Linked DNA regions of Mus musculus: region 2 is linked to region 1. A link is a contact called in public promoter capture Hi-C data. All regions are on one chromosome and are shown on one strand. The core of a region is the stretch at or near the end of the contact, and the rest is flanking DNA. Distances in the headings are between cores, read along the strand shown. Region 1 overlaps Ptgis (prostaglandin I2 (prostacyclin) synthase). Region 2 has its middle 34 kb from the start of B4galt5.

The links. Promoter capture Hi-C pulls out the DNA fragments that hold promoters and counts their contacts.
Region 2: a contact with region 1 is called in a promoter capture Hi-C map of trophoblast stem cells, with 3 times the contacts expected there. The contact joins two enhancer-like sites. A contact is called at or near these places in 12 of 39 promoter capture datasets (the 3T3-L1 cell line, 3T3-L1-derived adipocytes, the HPC-7 cell line and 9 more), 4 of 484 Hi-C or Micro-C datasets (the G1E-ER4 cell line, Th1 cells, cortical neurons and 1 more), 3 of 115 datasets of contacts at active chromatin or transcription factors (double positive thymocytes, embryonic hindbrain and embryonic stem cells) and 1 of 9 other capture datasets (embryonic stem cells).

The regions. Positions count from the first base shown.
Region 1 is chr2:167,220,336-167,226,393 of GRCm38.p6, forward strand. It overlaps Ptgis (prostaglandin I2 (prostacyclin) synthase), which reads right to left. Exons shown (of 10, transcript NM_008968.4): 3 at 4,941-5,119; 4 at 3,650-3,793; 5 at 874-1,025. It overlaps Gm52569 (a long non-coding RNA gene), which reads left to right and starts at 1,021. Exons shown (of 3, transcript XR_003954099.1): 1 at 1,021-1,164; 2 at 1,744-1,783; 3 at 2,852-3,110. Within about 2 kb of position 4,481, at least 11 of the 459 cell types and tissues checked have an H3K27ac peak or open chromatin away from gene starts, as enhancers often do. A contact at or near this core is called in trophoblast stem cells, where this site is marked.
Region 2 is chr2:167,379,916-167,385,928 of GRCm38.p6, forward strand. No RefSeq gene overlaps it. Among named protein-coding and RNA genes, the nearest start is that of B4galt5, 34 kb to the left of the region's middle. Within about 2 kb of position 3,831, at least 106 of the 459 cell types and tissues checked have an H3K27ac peak or open chromatin away from gene starts, as enhancers often do. A contact at or near this core is called in trophoblast stem cells, where this site is marked.

The sequences.
Region 1 (6,058 bases), core at 3,231-5,730:
CAGCCTCCTCTGCTGAGTGCTCCTACTGAGTGCTCCCACCCCCACTGTGTTCAGGTACAGCACAGGCCCACAGCAATGGAGTCAAGTGGCTGTGGATCGAAACCTCTGAAACCAGGAGCCAAAACACATCCTTCCATCTTGAGTGTTTTCCTTGGATGGTTTATCACACAGTTTTCACTCCTTTTCTTTCTATTAGCTAATTAATTAGTTAATTTTTGGTTGTTTGAGATAGCGTCTCACTATGTAGTCTTGGCTGCCCTGGAGTTGGTTATGTAAACCAGACTGGCCTCAAATTCACAGAGATCTATCTGCCTCTGTGATGACACTAAAGGTGTGCACTACCACGCCTGGTTATTGTTGCTTCTTACAGGAAAGACCATTCAGTCTTCTGTGCACAGGACCCACCACCTATGGGCAAAATGTTCTTGTGCACTGTGTGAAGATTCAAACGCTCATTTCTGTCTCCCTTGTATCTGGTTGCAATCCTTATTCAGAGAATCTCCTGTCTCAATCTTATGTAAACACCAGCTTCCCAATTGTTCCCTGATATGTCAATAAAGAGAGCTTAATAGCCAATGACTGAGCAGGGGAGAGAATAGGGCGGGACTTCTTGCCAACCAGGGGAGGGGATGCAGCCCAGGAAAGAGATAGAAAGCCATCTTGGGGATTTGGGTAGGGAGGTAGCCAGATCAGCATAAAAGACTAAAACAGAGTGGTAACTGCTCAGTTGTTGTGCCTTTAAAGCGTGTTAACTAAATATAACGATCCAATCTCAATTATTTGGGAGCTAGCCGGGTAAGAGGAAAACTGTAACACAGTTATTAAAATGCCACTAACAAGCACCCATTTCTGCAGTGACCTCATGGTGCTTACCCGCTGACAAGGAGCCTCGAGCCAGTTTGGGGAGCAGCAGATCCAGCTGGCGGAAGGTATGGAAAACATCCGCTGAGTGGACACGATCTTGGGCCTGACTCTCATGGGTGCGTGGTGAGGCCTCCACTCCATATAGGGTCAGGTAGCCGGCGCTGTGGGGGACAGCAACGAGTCAGGTCCTGACTTTCTTTTGTTCCTACCCCGCCTCAGGTTCCCTTCTTCAGTTCCTACCCTGCCTCTTTTGTTCCTACCAAGCCTATTTCCTTCGGGGATGGACTCTGACCTGAAAATGTAAGATGAACTAAACCCTTTGTTTCCCAAGTTGTCTTTAGTCAGAGTGTTTTATCACAGCAACAGAATGGAGCAGAACACTACACCTTCCTAAGCTCCCCCAGTCACAGGTCTCCCAGGAGAGGGTTTTCCAAGCAGGGAGAGGGAGAAACAGGAAGGAGGGGGGAGAGACTGAGAGAAGCATGCACAGTCCCCACCCGGCACCACACCCACAATGTGCATGCCACAGTAGGCCCGCAATGAATGTTAGGTCACTGGTGGTGGGTAGCTAAGTCTGTGGAGCAGTAGTAAGTGGCTGAGTGGGTAGATACATGGATGGATGCAGAGGTGTGGATGGGTGGGTGGATAAATGGGTGGATGCAGAGATGTGAAGGGGGTGGGGGGTGGATGGATGGGTAGATGAATGGATGAGAGTGGGTGGATGTGGATGGGGTGTGTGGGTGGTAGGGTGACTGGAAAGATGGATATACAAATAGAACACACTCCTGAGGACTCTGGTGACAAGCCATCACAAGCCTGTCTACCAAGAGCCATGCAGGCCACCATCACAACCCACCTGCACCCCACTTCCCTCTCCAGCCCAGCCCAGTGTCTGTGCCCCTGGAAACGAACCCTCAAGGTAGGAGACTCACTCCTGCTCTCTCCTCTGGGCTAACAAGAAACCCGCTTCCCCTAGGAACAGTTAGGGCTCAGAGGCCAAGCTCAGCCTTCCTTCCCTGTACCTCATCCTCAGCCTGAAAGATTCCTTTCTTCCCCTCTTCTAACTCTGGGCAGACGTGGGGACGCACTTATAATAGTCAGCTCCCCTACCAGCGTACATGGATCCAGGTGGCCAGTAGGTGGCACTCTGTGCCATAAACTAAAACGGAGCTGACAGAAAACCCACAGCTCCCAGAAGGTGGAGTTAGTGGCCTAGAGACTATGTAGCAAGCTTTCCCGGGAGGAAACCCAACTACCTGGGCCCTGGAAAGGAGCCCTCTGCTCAGGGTGAAGTGAGTTGCCAGAGAGCCAAGGAGGCCAGAGTGGAGCTTAGGACGCCACTTTGAGGGAGGGCCACCACAGGACATATTGGGTCATATGGACTGTCACCTCCTATCTGCCTTTCTGAATGTTACATACTTTCCTAGTTCAGGTAACTGCAGTGTCCCAGCACAAAGGTAGAGGCAGGAACTCAGGCCAGGCCCAGGCCCCGCGGGACGCCTATGCTGGTGACAACCAGCCCTTTCCTAAGGCCCCCTACCTCCCTTCCGTAGACCCTATACATCCTCACCTGATAAAAGCCTTCAGTAGGTCCTGCCAACCGTGTATTCTTGCCCTCTTAGGGTCCAGGCTATCACTACGACTCACAGATAGTTGGTGCCCCTGCCTGGTTCTCACCTACAGATGTCCTCTACATAGAAACATAAACTAGATTGCATTGGGGCCCCTTCGTAAGTCCCTAAAGTCACCATCCAGCTGAGCCTACATTCCAAAGCCTTCCTCCGGGCTGAGAGGCCGACTTCTGCAGACATCTCTACCTGCTCTCTCCTCTGCCACTTCCCAGCTTTGCTCTCGCCACCCTGGCTTCTTCCCACACCAGGGCCTTGCCCGTGATGTTTCCTCACTAAAGTCTTGGCACAGCCGGCGCCCCATAGCCCTGTGGCTGAAAGCCCCCAGATGCCCCATTTCTGGGTCTCTGCCTTCTCAGGCATCAGGAACGCACCTGCTGTGGCCCCTGCTGTTTCCTGTGGGACCATTGAAGACGCTGCACAGCTGAAGAAGCTGCACTTTGCTGCACTGTTTTTACTACAGTTATGAGGTCCGACCTCAGGTCGAGCTCCCTGGTGAGTCTCCCAAGCAGCACTGCTAGCCAGAGTCTAAGCCACAGCACAGATGCTGTGATGCTCAGCTAGAGGACTGTGCTGGCTGGTTTTGTGTGTCAACATGACACAAGCTGGAGTTATCACAGAGAAAGGAGCCTCCTTTGAGGAAATGCCTTCATGAGATTCAGCTGTAAGGCATTTTCTCAATGAGGGGAGGGCCCGGCCCATTGTGGGTGGTACCATCCATGAGCTGGTAGTCTTGGGTTCTATAAGAAAGGAGGCTGAGCAAGCCAGGGGAAGCAAGTCAGTAAGTAACATCCCTCCGTGGCCTCTGCATCAGCTCCTGCTTCCTGACCTGCTTGAGTTCCAGTCCTGACTTCCTCTGGTGATGAACAGCAATGTGGAAGTGTAAGCTGAATAAACCTTTTCCTCCCCAACTTGCTTCTTGGTCATGATGCTTTGTGCAGGAATGGAAACCGTGACTAAGACAAGGACTCTCGCTTTGGAGGACACTCAGACACTCGACACCCTTTGACAGTTAACATCTGGTTTATAGCTCAAGTTGTGTGAAGTGAATTCGGGGTTCCACCTGAACCACCTCCCTCCTTTGAGCATCTCCCACAGTGTCCCCACCCACAGGGTAGCCCCCAGTTCCCTCAGCCATGACAAGATTGTGGGCTCACCTGAGCAGGGCGTTGTAGGAGAACTCAAGGAGACCTGTCTCCTGCCAGCCACTGCCTGCTTCTGTGGAGTCACCCAGCAGGACCGTGCGAAGGTTGGTATACATGGCTTCTGTGAGCGCCTGCAGGTCTCTGTGCATGAGCGTCCTGCGACCAGCCACAGAAGATAGGTATTTGCCACTTAATATACTCAAAAAAGATCGCATGCACGCCGAAGGAATAACAGTTACCACTGGGACAGTTTTATAGTGGAGAAACTCGCATACAAAGAGCAGTGTCAGGACAAGGCAACATAGGCAGGGAAGGGCACAGCTGAGGCTCCAATACTGGATGGCCTCACCCTACATCATGAGCTCCTGGCCAAGACAGTCTGTCCTTGCCTGGTGCGCAGACTTGGACAAGGAACCCACAGGCTTCTAGACAACTATGAAGTCAGCGCCTCCTCTGTGAAATCCAGCAGAGGGCTGGTAATACAATTCCAGATGGACAGGCATGGGACAAAGACTGGGCTGCTGACCCAGTCTCCCCATGTGGACCTGGGATGCATGGGGCCAGGGTGAGGGGGGTCCTGGACCGCCGTCATGCTGACCTAAGCCTGGTGAGCTGCTCAGAGCCAAGGGTCAGAGGTGGTCTGTCGACATGTAAGGCTCCATCGAAGCCACCAACAGCAGTGAGTTACTGGAGTGTCTAAGTGCCCGTGGAACCTAGTGTGGCAACACAAATCGGCAGGTGTGAGCCAGGCAGCGAGTCTAGTTGCAATGGTTTCTTAATCGTCTCTCCTAGACAGTGGCCTCAGGGCTGGGCAGGAGAGTTATACAGCAACTTGACCCAGGCTAAGTCATCGGAGAGGAGGGAACTGTGACTAAGAAAATGTCTCCATAAGATCCAGCTGTAAGCAAGCCTGTAGGGCAATTTTCTTAATTAGCGATTGATCGGGGAGGACACAGCGCATTGTGGGTGGTGCTACCCTGGGCTGATGGCCCTGGGTTCTATGAAAAAGCAGGCTGAGCAAGCCATAGGAAGCAAGCCAGAAAGCAGTATCCCTCCACGGCCTCTGCATCAGCTCCTGCCTCCAGGGTTCTGCCCTGTTTGAGGTCATGTCCTGACTTCCTTCAGTGACGAAGAGCAATGTGGAAGTATACGGCCAAACAAACACTTCCCTTCGAAACTTGCTTTCGGTCATGGTATTTTATTGCAGCAATAGTAACCATGACTATGACAGGGGCCAAGGACAGCAGGATGTGGGGTTGAAGCCCCTACCCAGGCCCGCCCACAGGCCCATCTCAGCACTCACGGCTTCATCCTGGCCTTCTCCTCACTGGGGTTGAAATTTGGAAGCTGCAGATCAAAAATCCTCTCCATGAGGAAGATGGCATAGGGATGGAAGTCCAGCCGTGTACGCAGCTCCCACACCACTGTGTCGTAAGAGTGTGGGTCCAGGAGAACAGTGACGTATCTGCCCCCCACCAGCACCTGTTGGAGGAGTGGGTGAATGGCAGCCCTCTGCATTCAGGATTCTGTCAGGAAGCATGGGCACAACAGGCACTGGCCAGCAGCAGACTGGCTCACCCCTCCCATCCTTTGAGCTAGGATCTGCCACTCACCCATCTACCACTGCAAAATTTAGGCTGGGACATGGACAACATGCCCCAAAACTCCTTGCTGAAACATATCAGAGCTAAGACTGGTCAAAACCTTCTAAAAGCAAAGGTTGTAGCCAGGCCTATAATCACAGAAAGCCTGAGGCAGAAGGATGCCGGGTTCGAGGGCTGACTGAATTACAGAGAGTTCAAGGCCAAGCCAGGTAAAAATAGTAATATCCTGTCTCCAGATAAGAAGGGAGAAGGGGGCTGGGGTACGAAAGTGAAAAATGATGTGGTCCTTGCCTAGCATGCATGATGTCCTGAGTTCGATCCCCTGTACCACAAGGAAAAGGATGAGCAGATGGACAGACATTGCTGGGTAAATGCCAGTAGACTGTAGGTGAGAGTGCGGCTGGAGTAGATGAAGGATGGGTGAGGAGGTGGACGGGTAAATGCCAGCACTGACCGTAAATGAGTTGGGTGCATGGATAAAGATGGAGGAAGAAGACATAAACTGAAGGAAAGATGGCTGGGTAGCTAGGTGGAAAATAGGTAGGCAAGAGGAAGGAAGGAAGGGAAGGGAGGTGTTAGGTGGAGAGTGTCAGGTGGGGAACAGAAGGACACATTGACAGATCTGTTAGATACGTGGCTGCAGGTTAAAATGTTGGGGACATGGGTGACAAGATGCTAAGTAGACCAAACAACAGCCTGAAGCGTGAACACTGGAGGCCCAGGAGCTGGAAGCACTCAAGAACAAGGTGTGATTGAACAGTCCTGAAGACATAGATGGGTGATGGATGAGAGAGTAGGTGAGTAGGGAGATGTATGG
Region 2 (6,013 bases), core at 2,581-5,080, 160 kb after region 1:
TAGAGGCAGGAGGATCAGGAGTTCAAGATGATCCTCTGCAGGCTGGAGAGATGGCTCAGCGGTTAAGAGCACTGATTGCTTTTCCAAAGGTCCTGAGTTCAAATCCCAGCAACCACATGGTGGCTCACAACCATCCGTAATGAAATATGTGTGTCTGAAAACAGTTACAGTATACTTACATATAATAAATAAACCTTTAAAAAAAAATCCTCTGCCACAAAGCAAATTTGAAGCTTGATTGATTGATTAATTAATTAATTATCTGACAACTTCTCAAGATGTATCCCAGGCTAGCCTCGAATTTCCAACCCTCCCACCTCAGGCTTTGACACTGCTGGAATGACAGGGATTCATCGATGTGCCTAACAGTTTGTTGATACAAGGTGCCCTATAGCCTAGGCTAGCTAGGAATTCTGTAGATAGACAAAGATAGCCTTGAACCTTTTGTCTGTTTGCTTGCTGACTGGCTTGTTTGTTTGTTTGTTTGTTTGTTTAGGACATGGATTCTCTCTATAACCCAGGCTGTCCTGGAGTGTGTTTTGTAGACTAGACTGACCTCTAACACACTTGATCTTCCTGCCTCTACCTCCTAAGAGCTGAGATTACAGGCAGGCAAGCACTTCTACTCTGGATTGTGCCTTAGTAGGCATCAAAACAGCTCTGTTCTTCTTTGTGCTTAAGGTGGAGCCCAGGGCTTTCCCTCCTGCTGGGCAAGGTCTCTGTAACTGAGCTCAGCCCAGCTCCCAGCCCTTTGGTTTCTCTTAGCTCAGGTCAGTATGAGGACATGGGCCAGCCCACCGTGACCCATGAGTCAAAAATGCTGGCATCAGGTAAGGCTTCAAGCAGCTCCCACAGTTACTGTAAGATCTCTGAGGTAGCTTGAGGAGACAGGAAACAGAAAGACAGGAGTCTTGAGCTTTCAGCAGCTGGGGCATGCTCACTGGAGCGTAAGGCGAGGGAACAAACTCTCTCCCGTGGGAAGTTGAACAGTCTGCCAAAGAAGAAAATGGCCATGACCCTTTATAAGGGCAGAAATGATTGTAGCATGCTCCTGAATTTCCCTCCTGCAGTCCTTCCCTCCCAGAAGTGCCTGCCAAGGTGAAACAGGATGTCCCCACAGATACTCTGTCACTTACAAAGCCCACAGTGGCAGAATCTCAATGAATTGTTAATGTTTAACGCAGACAACAGCTTCTCCCCAGCCTTCAGAGAGCACAGCTAGAAGGGCTGCCCCACTGGAAAGCCAGCATGCTCTCTGGGCACACCACCATGGTCACCGTAGGTACACTTCCAGTGTGCTTTGGGTTAGCATCACTACATGCCCAGTTGAGAGGTGGTGGCGCATGCCATTAATCCCAGCAGTTGAGAGGCAGAGGCAGACAGATCTCTGTGTTTGAGGCCAGCATGGTTTGCAGAGTGAGTTCCAGGATAGTCAGGGCCACACAGAGAAACTCTGTCTCAAAACAAAACAAAACAAAACAAAACAAAACGGAGGCCTCAACCACTGAGGACATAGAAAAAAAAATTTTTTTGAGGGATTGCAATAAACCTGTCTCAAGCTATGAGAAAAAGGGACAAGTCAGAAGTCAAGGTTTACATCCCAGTGCAGCAACATGTATGTGATGGATGTGGGTGAGAGCAACTTTGATGGAGAGCAGATACATACATACACACACACACACTCAGCCCATGGACTCACATGCACACATGGGGACACACACATATGCACACATGTGCACACACACTCACATGTGCGAACACACATCCCCAAGTCAGTTTTGATGCCACTTAGGGTAGACTGGAAGTAAGATTTTCAGAGGGTGGCTAGTGGACCCCTTGGGGAGCTGCCACACACACAGATGGACGTCAGCAGTGAGCCACCAATGTCCTGTCACATGTTTCCGTATCCTCCCACTTGAAAATGTGGAACTTCTGTCAACCATGAACGCTGACCTGGGGCCTCCATCGTGCTGCTTAGTTCTGAAGCTTGGTGTTGACGGACAGAAGGCTTGGCTAATCTGAGTCCCTGGTTAAAATGCCATGTATGCACGGGCTTTCCAGAGGCACCCACACTTCCTTGTATAAGCCAGTGCATACCTGGCCCCGTAAAAGATGTGTCTTGTTTTAGATGTAAGGGACATTATTTTTCCTTAAAAACAATAATACCTCCTAAATTGGGCAGGGTAGCGCATTTGCACTCTGTTGCCCAAAGATAGCTTCTACCTCATCTACTTTATCTGAGTTTTCAACTCTGGGGAAGCAGATTTATAAAACAAATGCCCATAGCCTGTGTTGTGAAGCATACCTGTCATCTGGCACTTAGGAGGAAGGCACAGGGAGAGCTAGCATTCAGGCTAGCCTGGGCTACGTAACAAGACCTTATCTCTACGGAAAGAAAAGAGACAGAAAGGGAGAAGGGGAGGGAGTGGAAGCTAGGGAGCCAGCTCAGTGGGGAAGACCCTGGCTGTGCAAGCGCGTATACCTGAGTTCAAATTCCCAGCACACAATTCAAAAGCTGGCAATGGCCATGACCTCAGTTCTGGGCAGAGCAGAGACAGGGGGATTCTGGGGACTTAGTGGCTGCCAGCCTAGGCCCAGGTTCAGTGAGAGACTGTTTCGAAAGAGTGACAGTGCAGGACACCCCATTTCCTCCTCTGGCCGTGCTCAGAAGTGGTCAGATGCACTTACACAAACAAGCATGCACCCACACAGATGTACACACACGCCACGTGCACATATGCATGCACATGCCACATGCACGCAGGAGCAAAGATAGATAGATAGATAGATAGATAGATAGATAGATAGATAGATAGGCCTAAGTCCTGTCCCCAAAGCTTATGGCTGTGTGAGCCATCAGGCTGGTGCTGAGACTCTAACTTTTGAAGCATGCCCTTCCAACCCCCTGTCCATTAACATTTAAGTTTAAAGTGGCAGCAAGGATGGCTGTGAATTCTACCTAAGAGTAGGGGAGGGGGAGCAAAATAAAGGGCTGCTCTCTCCTTCCAGAGCACAGCCTCCCTCTCCTCAAACCTGGGGAAGGAGGACTTCTCATTCTTCCCAAAGACCCGGGAGCTGAGAAAGTAGAAGGCCGTGTGTCTGTCTAGGGATCACTTCACACCGTCCTCCCTCTCCTGGCTGCTAGGAGTTTCCAAAACAACAGAAGAAGCTAAAGGTGAGGCAGAATCACTCCCCAATTCAGAGACTGAAAAACCCACAGCTTCATGAGCAAGTAGGGGAGACAGGCCCGGGGACAGAAGAAAACAGATGGCTCTTAGCCCTCACCTCAGAAGGGAAGTTGAATTCTGGGTACGTAGTCTACGACAAGAGCCACCAAGAGCTGCTATCTCTTCTTCATCTCAGCACAGCCTCTTCTCTAGCTACAGGCCGGTGGACCTCTGTGTTCTAGCCAACATCCTAAACTCACTGTCATCTCCCCCAAGATGTTTATAGATGGAAACGATCATGTTAGCAAGGGGGGCGGGGAATGAAAGACGGCAGGAGGGGGAAACGACCATGTTAGCGGGGGTGGGGGGGGGGATGAAAGAAGGCAGGAGGGAGAAGAAAATGAAGATGCTTTAATGCTAGCACTCAGAAGGCTGAAAGTTCAAGGCCAGCCTGCAATACACAGCGAGTTCCTGTCAGCCAGAGCTACACAGTAAGACCCTGTCTAAAATATAAAGTCGCCTAGCACCCGAAGGAACTAGAAGACCAGCTAACTCCATACAAATTTAGCAAAAGAAATGATATCATACATTAGGTCATGGCAACCACAGGCCACCAGCCAGCAGGAACCAGTGGGCAGCCGCTGTCTACTAACGTCTCCAGAGCACGTCGACTTTGGTAGCAGGAGCGAACCTTCTGGTCATATCTGACCTGCTGTTCAGCAAAAGCCCCATGAGTCATTCCCCAAGGTCCCTGGGGAGGAAAAGGCATCAGATAAGGGACCCGTTCTGGGAAGATTTAAAACCTTGGCGCGTGGCCCTGGTTTCCGGGGAAAGTTATTGGCCTTCTAGGTGGGGTCACCTTGAACGCTCTGCCCCGTAGTCTCTTAATCATTCATTCACAGCTATTTATAGGTGTAGCATAATTCATTCATCCATCCGACACGTGATTCTTAGGAGGGGCAAAGTGACTTGCTTCATTTTCTAGTACAACCCAGGCTCTTCAGCTTGGTCTGTTTTCTGTAGTCACAGCTCCTAGTAGCCAACCGTCATCCAACGATATCAGACGGAAAATCCCGGAAATAAACAGTTCTTGAGCTTAATTTAGTTTGTGACCAAGTCTCTAACTACACCGTCCTACCTTGCTGGGAATTCACTGTATAGACCCAGCTAACCTCAGACTTACGGAGACCCACCCGCCTCTGCCTCCCGAGTGCCAGGACAGGTGCAATCCACATCAGGCCACAAGTTATAAGTTTTTTTTTCCCCCGTTTTTCCAGACAGGGTCTCTCTGTATAGCCCTGGCTGTCCTGGACTTTGCTCTGTAGAGCAGGCTGGCCTCTCTCTGCATCCCCAGTGCTAGGATTGAAGGTGGGTGCTACTACAGCCTGGCTCACAATAAGATTGAAAACGAGCACCATTGTCAAATAGCATGCTGATGTTTGGGATCTGTCTAGCACCATCTCCGTAGGAGGCCGCTCCTCCTCATGAGCAGGTGGCCTGCTGTACTACACATACCTACATAACATACTGCATACATTGCCCGTGGTCCTGTTCTAGGGGTGACTTAGGGACCATCTTGGGTACAGACCGACTCCTGGAGTCCCAGGCTGTTCTTAAGATCATTCTCCTCTGGGGTTTGCTCCCTTAGTGCCGCGCGGGGTCAGCAAAACGGACGAGAGGGCAGAGTGGTGTCTGTGGCTTCAGTGTCCATGAGGATTTTGCCACACGTGCCCCTCCCCCTGCCTGAATAAAAGCAGCTCATCTATAGACTTCTGTATGGTCAGCATGCATTAATATAGTCAATACTGCGCTTTGGTTGATAAGTGAGGTGTGTGTGTGGGGGGGCTAGAGGTTGATGTCTGGTGTCTTCCTTATTACTTCTCCACAAAATTATTACCATTACCCCACCACCATCATCATCACCACCACTATCATCACCATCATCATCACCACCATCAGCAGCATCACCACATTTTTTTGTTTTTTTTTCTGGTTTGTTTTGTTTTGCTTTTTGAGACAGGGTTTCTCTGTGTAGCCCTGGATGTCCTGGAACTCACTCTGTAGACCAGGCTGGCCTCGAACTCAGAAATCCACCTGCCTCTGCCTCCCCAGTGCTGGGATTAAAGGCATGTGCCACCACACCCAGCTATTTTTTTGGTTTTTATTTTGTTTTTCTTTTTACACGGTGGGTCTTGAACCCAGGGTCTTGGGCATAGTAAACATATGTTTTGCCACGGAGCCACAGCCCACTCCTTGATTGTTATTAGCAAGGTGTAAGTAACGGTGTGTGAAGTGAATTCCGCAATGTGTGAAGTGAATTCCCGCGGGATGCCTGAGGGACTCTGCTCAGGATTTCCTTGTGTCTCCAGATACACCGGCCATAAAGTCATGAAACTGATTTGTTTGCATAAGACTCCCACAGACTAAGCTACAGTTTTTCAAAAAGAGAACTGTAGCAGGGCTTTTGGCTACTTTGTGGGTTCCCCTTTTCTCCCTCCCTGCTCAGGACCCCAGGTAGGTGGGGTTGGAGGCTCCTGTTGGTCAGTGAGTTTAGGTAGTAACAGACTACCGACCAACCAGGTAAATAAACAGAGTGAGGTATTTTTTCTTTAGGGAAATCCCCGAGTAAATCAGTGTTTAGCACAACTGGGTCCAAGGACTCTGCAGACATCTCTCTGCTGAGACAGCCTAGCACTGCTCGCTGCACAGACCTGACCGCCTAAGCTCATCCCAGGACTCACAAGGGAACAATGGGCACCCACAAGCAGTCCGACGACCTCAACACATGCATCATGGCACAAGTCCACACACACACACCATACACATGCTATACATACATACACACA